Linked DNA regions of Hordeum vulgare: region 1 is linked to region 2. The links are chromatin contacts, called in public Hi-C maps. All regions are on one chromosome and are shown on one strand. Each heading gives the region's core, a stretch centred on a gene start, on an enhancer-like site or on the middle of the called end of the contact. The rest is flanking DNA. Distances are from core to core; before and after follow the strand shown.

Region 1 (3,652 bases), core at 805-3,304, 510 kb after region 2:
TTTCTGCGGAGCTTGGGCGCAACCCTGCATGAGTAGATCATCACCACTACCGGAGCATCGGCACGCTGCCAGAGAACTCATCTACTTCTCCGTCTTGCTTGCTGGATCAAGAAGGTCGAGGTCATCGTCGAGCTGTACGTGTGCTGAACGCGGAGGTGCCGTCCGTTCGGCACTAGATCGGAACGGATCGCGAGACGGTTCGTGGGACGGTTCGAGGGACGTGAAGACGTTCCACTACATCAACCGCGTTTCCTAACGCTTCCTGTTGTGCAATCTACAAGGATACGTAGATCGAAATCTCCTCTCGTAGATGGACATCACCATGATAGGTCTTCATGTGCGTAGGAAATTTTTTGTTTCCCATGCAACGCTCCCCAACATATCCGTCCCTCCTCGACATGGAGGGCAATAGATCTGACTCCGACCAATCTGGATCCATCAACTGGGGGGTCATCCCCTACGGAGTGGAGGAGGCAATGGCGGTTCGCATTGCACTCTGCCGCTCCCGCGAGGACAAGCCCGGTCGATGGCAGGATCTGTCCGCCGTGACTCCATAGCGTCCGTTGAACGGATGCTCGGTTCCTTTGGGGCGGGATCATCATGTTCCCAGTGTGCGGATCCATCGACCGGTCCGGCGACCTTCGAGTCCCATCGGGAACGGGCTGTCCGCCGTGGGAAGGAGAGGATAAGGGTTGTTGAGGCATGTCTCGTGGAGGAAATTACGAAGGCGGAGGCGGCTCATGCAGCGGTGCAGGCGGCCGCACAGGAGGAAGTCATCCGCACCCGCATTTTGAAGAAACGACAGCGGAGGAACACGCGCGCTCTTGCACGCAAGCATAATCGGGCAATCTGTTAAATGGCCGGACTACCATAGAAGGAGGTGGACGAGGTGTGCGACGGCGAGGACACCTCCAGTGACGAGAAGATCCGGCTCGATGCCTACTGCTTCTTCGACCGGTACTTCCACAAGTAGGACGACAAGGGCTTCGGAAAAGGAAAGGACGGACGTGGCTGATGTCCACCATAGTACATGCCAAATTTTGTTAGTCCGATGACATTTCAGTAGTGATGGAGCAGCCGAATAATGTTTGAGATAGGAGATATGAGATGTCCGGTTGTAGAATGCATTCTTTAAGACGTGACCGGTCAGTGTCCGTGGACATGCCCGACGCATCCACGAACATTTGTGGGGTCGGATTTCCAAGTTACGGCTGTAGATGGTCTTAGAGCATGACAACCGGACCCCTCAAATGAGCCCTCATACGCCCGCGGACGCGTTCTGCGAGTGACCGGACACGAGAGAGAAGGAAAAAAGTGAGCCAACCGGACCCCTCATATCGTTGCTATATGCCTGGGCGCGTCGGTTAGACCGCCACATAGGACGTGACCCCAACCCGGACCCCATTTTATTTTCTTTATTCATTCTTTTCTTTTTTATTCTTCTTTTGCACCTATCATGTACAAGTGATCGGACATATGAAAAAGAAAATGAGGAGTGTGGTTGTGTGGACGAACAAATAGGAAACACGTCCATTCAGTGACCGTGCACGCAATGATCGTTTAAGGGGTCATATTTACAATGTCCGGCACTCGGGACGCAATTACACGAACCAACTGCCTTATTTCTTGCGCGCACACAGTCGCCCTTAAGTACATGTGATGATGTGACCGAGCTAGATCAAATGGCATAGTACACGTAACGTATATATACAAGCGTTTAGGTATATACAAAGACAAAACAGTCTGGTCGGGCTAGCAACGCTGCATGAGCCTGAAGACCGAGCCGAGAGCGTGTGGACGCCATCCATTTGTTCCCGACTGACTGGGTCCGGGATTTGACCGCACCGCTGGCTGGCGCTGGGCGTGGGCAACAAAACACAAGGAGGAGCCCGCCCGCCCACCAGGCACGTCCGGTCCGTGAATCGTGATACAGACAGGAGACCGACCGAGTCTACTCATCATACCCCGCCCGTCCATTCCGCGCCGGACAGCTCCGCTCGCTCGCGCTCGCGGGCTCCACCGCCAGCTCTGCCATAAATCCCCTTCTCGTCTTCTCCCACAGGAACGAGCAAACAAACAAACGCATCACCCACCCCCTCCCCTCACCACTCCACCAGCAAGGCAGCAGCAAGCACAAGCAGAGCACCGCCGCACAAGAGCCCAGCATACATACTCTTGAACCAAGGCAAGCTTCCTCTCTCCGCGGAAACAATCGGCCGATCCTTCCGCGGTTCTTGTACATGTGAAAGTGAAACTAACTGCTGAGTTTGGTTGCCATTCAGGGAGGGGGCGAGGAGGAGCTACATACATACAAGATCCGTCCATCAGAGGATGGAAGACGGGGCCGAGGGGAGGGGGGCGAGGCTCGGCGTGCTCAAGGTGATGGTGGCGCAGGGGACCAACCTCGCCATCAGGGACTTCACCTCCAGCGACCCCTACGTCGTCGTCCGCCTCGCAGACAAGGTCCATCCGCTCTTGCATCCTACGCCCTATCTGTTGCTTGACTTGGGTTCAGCACCTACCCAACAATAGATAGATAGAGTAGATGGATTCTTTCTAGTAGTGCCTTATGTTTCCTTGCCTGATTCACCTCTTCTACAGATAGATAGATAGATAGATAGTCCAAGCACGTGTTTTCCCTTGGGTCCAACGTTGAAGTTGAACATTGTTCTGGTTGGCTTCTCTGTCGGCATGTCTTACTTCACCCTGCACCCTTGTGTTAAGCCTTTCCTAGGCATAATAATTTCACTGTCTAGTAGTACCTCTGTACCATAATATATGGCGTTTTATCAATCTTATTAATTCTTAAATCCAACTGCCCGCCTAAAGTGAAACATTTTGTCAAAAGTACTATGGTCAATAATGGGGTTTACGACTTAAGTCCCCTTCTTTTTTATCAGCCCATTCAACTTTCGGTGGTTTTTCAGACATCGTACGTTGCCAAATCCACTCGCGCATTTGTTAATCATGTGATAATGACGACATTCACGCGCATGTTTGTCTGTCTTCGTGGGTGCCACCTTTGATTGGACCGAATTTTCTTCATCCTTTATCAATGCCAATGCTCACTTGTTTTCTCCCTTTTTCTCCAAAGCGTTTTTTTCCTTTTACCAAATTCATTCGTTTTGACCACATGCCCGCATTTCTAATTTTCTAGGAAAAAGTGTGCTTCAAAAGCAAGAGTGTGAGATTATGATGAGAAAACCCTAAACTCCTGACACTGAATACTCAATGATGTCAGCAAACAAGAAAAGTTCTCAACTTGCATGAGGCTAATTGAATGGTTTTATCTAGGTGCTGCTGCCGGTTATATATAAAAACTGAGAGCTCTCGGTTGCCACTCAATAGTGCTATTAATGTTACAAGAATATCTCACTTTGACCTACTCTAGTGATTTGGTTTGGTACATGCATGTGAAATCTATCAAGCAAGTGTGCATTTCTTTATGGGTGGACCTCTAATACCGTTCGTTATTTCTTACATCTTTTACCCGCAGAGCGCAAAGACAAAAGTCATCAACAGTTGCCTCAATCCAGTTTGGAACGAGGAGATGGTCTTCTCCGTCAAGGAACCTTTAGGGATCATCAAATTTGTAAGTTGCCCTGTTTTCTTTGGCCCATCGGTTTGTTTTCCGAATAAGAGAACCAGACTG
Region 2 (3,589 bases), core at 212-2,711:
CCAACACTGCAACTTCAGTATTTCTAGTCTGCATCTCTATGGAAGTGTCCAACTGAGATGACATAATACTTGAGAAATAAAGATCGGCTGCACTCTGCGATTGAGGAAGCCATTGTCCAAAACCCTGCATATTTCCTCAGTCTACTTAATCTCCCTGGCATACACAAATAGCCCGTGTGCCATGTGTTGCTGCGTACTTTCTTGTCACTCGTGAGGAAAAGCAGGATTTGATCAGGCAGGGCCCCCCATCTGGTCTCCCACTCTCCAGCTGCAAAATATCAAGGCACGATGCATCAACCTCCATTACAAACAGCCAGTGAAGCAACTGTCATATATACACTAACAAGACATTGTATTTAACTAAAATATATCACTATTACTGAAAGCAAGGAGCCAATTATCACTTTATCAGTGGCCAGCATGGAAACTCCTTAGACACTTGTATCAAAACAACAAAATGAAAAAGAACAAAATAAATTATGCACTGGAGTAATCATAAGCATTTCTGTGAAGTTCCTTCACACATACTATCTCAAATATCCGCATTTATCCTTTCCTGCGAAAGCATTGTCGTACATAAACTATCCTGGCGCAAGAAAAAACATTGGCCCTAACGTGCCCCCACCACTGCCCGTGGATGGCTAAATCACTAGTCACTTTACACCCATGTAAGCAACATTTTCCAAATCCATCTAAACAAGCCAAAAAGGTACATTGCGTGATCGCTCATCACACCCAACCGCCCCCTGTGGAACTCTGTCGTTGCAGTTTGTGACCATGGTCCTCTCCGAAAATTCAACATTTCAACTCTGTGAACTATAAAACGCGATCAATCAAAAACAAACTTTGACATGCTGAGCTACAAATCAGGTTGACCAACGTTAAACTTTCAGCTCGAGTTCTAATTCCATCAACCACAAGTTTCGATCCAACAAAATCGATATTCCAACACCTAACAAACAAACAGGCCCTCCACTTGATTAATCACAGATTTGTACTAGAATCCTGGGGGGGAACGCTCAAAGTCAGATCTGGGAAGCCCGAGACGATACCTCCCACTTGCAGCTCCAGGGGAGAGGGGGAGGCGCCGGTGCCACGCCGGGTGACGACCCCTCCAACCCTAGCTGCGTCCGCGCAACCACGACCTCAGCACAGAGAACGGGCGGCGCGAGCGAGCGAGGTCGGCAGCGGAGGCGGCGGCGGCGGCGGCGGCGGCGGCGAGGACGGCCGGCCCGCCGGCGAGGCGGATCGGGAGCTCGCGCGGGGAGAGGGGGTGAGTAGGATCGAGTGAGGGGAGGGTCTTCGGGGCGAAGAATCGAGCGAATCAAGTGGGGGAAGGCAGCACTGACTCGGTCGAGTGTTGGATTGTTCGTTTTTGGGGAAATGGGGACAAATGGTGTTAGGTTGTGAGAGAGAGAGAGAAGAGCAGTGAAGGGGGAAGATTGTTGTGAGGATGACACCGCGTGATTGACCACGAGGACAGAGGATCCGCTGCGGCTTTTAAATAAGGAACCTCGCATGTGCTTCTTCAGCAAGACTGTGTTTCCGTAGCAGTGAGTTACTTTTGAGATTTCGTACCCGGAAATGGTGAAAGTCATTTAACATCCTACTTTAGCCACACATGATCAGGTGTCGCTATCGGCGGATGTACTAGTTGCCGCGCACACGCGTACTTTTCAAACGCAATATTTTAATATTATTTTTTCGCGCGTCTTAACGGTCGACTTCATTACTGATTATTCGACCGTTGAAAACTAGGTGTTAAAGCTTTCGTCTTTATCGTACCAAATGAGTTTGAATTTTATTAAGAATGTCATATGATATGGTGTTTAAATTTTTAGTGTTTTCTATTGATTCTAATTAGTAGAGGTTGATGTGACGACGAAGCTAGACCAACGGTGAAATGGTTCCTTTGTTAACAATTTTTTTATTATATAACCCGGCATTCTTTGTTATCTTACATTTGAAGATTGATCATTGTTTCTTATACAATCTTATAAATTGATTTTCTATGTACTTCTCTAAATTCAATTTAAATACATCATTGGATCATCCATTTTAATATTTCATTCTTAACGAATCAACGATACTCCCCCCCCCCAATCCCATGTCTACACATCACCCTTTGCTCCCCCTCCAACTCTTCGTCATATCCTTTGTCCCTCCTCTCTTGACCTTTTCATTTTTTGTTGGTGTTCCCCTCTCCTTCATCCTCCTACACTTCATCGCTTATTCACTTGGGGTGCCAAGGAGCATCTACCACTAGAGTTGTGTATGGTTGCATTTATGAGATCAATGCGGTCAATGGTGGTTAGCAGTGGCAAAATCATCATCAATCAAGTGGAGACATCGACATATGATGTGGTCGGGTGGTTGTCCAATTTTTTGTGTTTTGTTGTGCTTAATTTGTGTATGCATGGTGTTAGGTTATGAGAAAGAGAATGGTGTTGTGAGGATGACGACGATGATTAACCATGAGGAAGAGGATCTCATACGTCTTTAAGTAAGGAACACATATGTGTTTCTTTAGCAAGTTTGTGTTTCCCCATAGAAGTTCACTACTTTTGAGATTATCTATCCACATCTGATCGGATATCCCTTTTGAGCTAACAGGTCAAGTGTATTAATAATCACGCGCTCTAGCTACCAGGTCAAATGTGTTAGTTACTGCAGAGACACGTTCCTTTCAAATATAATATCTAAATGTTACTTTTGTCCTCTCAACGGGCGACCAAACATAAATTTAAAATTTAATTTTCACACTTCTCAAGGTGACTTCGTTATTGATTACTTGACCGTTGAAGTGAGATGATAAAGCTTCTAGATTATTCCAAATGAGTTCAACTTTTATTAATCACAACATATGATATGCATTTGGATTTTTAATCATTTTATTTGTCATTTTATTTGTCGGTTCTCGTCGATATGAGTTGATGTGACAATGCAACTACACAAACAACATGCAATATGTCTCGTTTTATTAGCAAGGTTTTCATTTTAGAGGCATGCTCTTTTTTTATCTTGTATCAAAATATTGGTTCTCATACACACACACACATATGCACACACATATTTATACCATTATATAAAAAAATGAATGTAGTTATAATTTTACGAATTGATTTCATTTGTACTTGTCTAACTTCAATTTAAATACAATATTTGGATCATCCACTTCAATATTTTTTTATCAAATCAGTTATACTTCCCCTTCCCTCTTGGTCTCCACATCACCATTCGCCCCTTCCACTTATTTATCTTGTCCCTTTGTCCCTTTCTCTTTATCTCTCCCCTTCTTGTTGTCGATCCCCTCTCTTCCTCCTTCCACGTTTTATTGCTTATTCACTTAGGGTACCAAGGGGAATCAATTGCCACTGATGTCTAGTGTTGCATGTATGTGCACAATTTGGTGAACGATGGTAAGCAGTGGCAAAAACACCATCGGTCATGTGATAGATTGGCTTGTTCTGGTTCATACATGAGCTTTTGGTATTTTTTATACTTGCTTTGTGTATGTGCGGTGTTAGGTTGTGAGAAAGGTAAAGAATGTTGTGAAAATGAGACTGGCACTTGACCATGAAGAAAAAGG

The links. A called contact is a pair of places that touch in the nucleus more often than the background predicts.
Region 1: a Hi-C map of leaf shows a contact between it and region 2, with 6 times the contacts expected there. The contact joins the promoter of LOC123396022 here to the promoter of LOC123452140 in region 2. A contact is called at or near these places in 2 of 6 Hi-C or Micro-C datasets (leaf and seedling).

What each region holds. Positions count from the first base shown.
Region 1 is chr5H:364,616,061-364,619,712 of MorexV3_pseudomolecules_assembly, forward strand. LOC123396022 (protein C2-DOMAIN ABA-RELATED 11) reads left to right here and starts at 2,055. Exons shown (of 4, transcript XM_045091052.1): 1 at 2,055-2,185; 2 at 2,283-2,463; 3 at 3,497-3,592. The coding sequence starts at 2,332.
Region 2 is chr5H:364,103,427-364,107,015 of MorexV3_pseudomolecules_assembly, forward strand. It overlaps LOC123452140 (protein ROS1A-like), which reads right to left and starts at 1,462. Exons shown (of 18, transcript XM_045128734.1): 1 at 1,053-1,462; 2 at 1-268. The coding sequence starts at 130.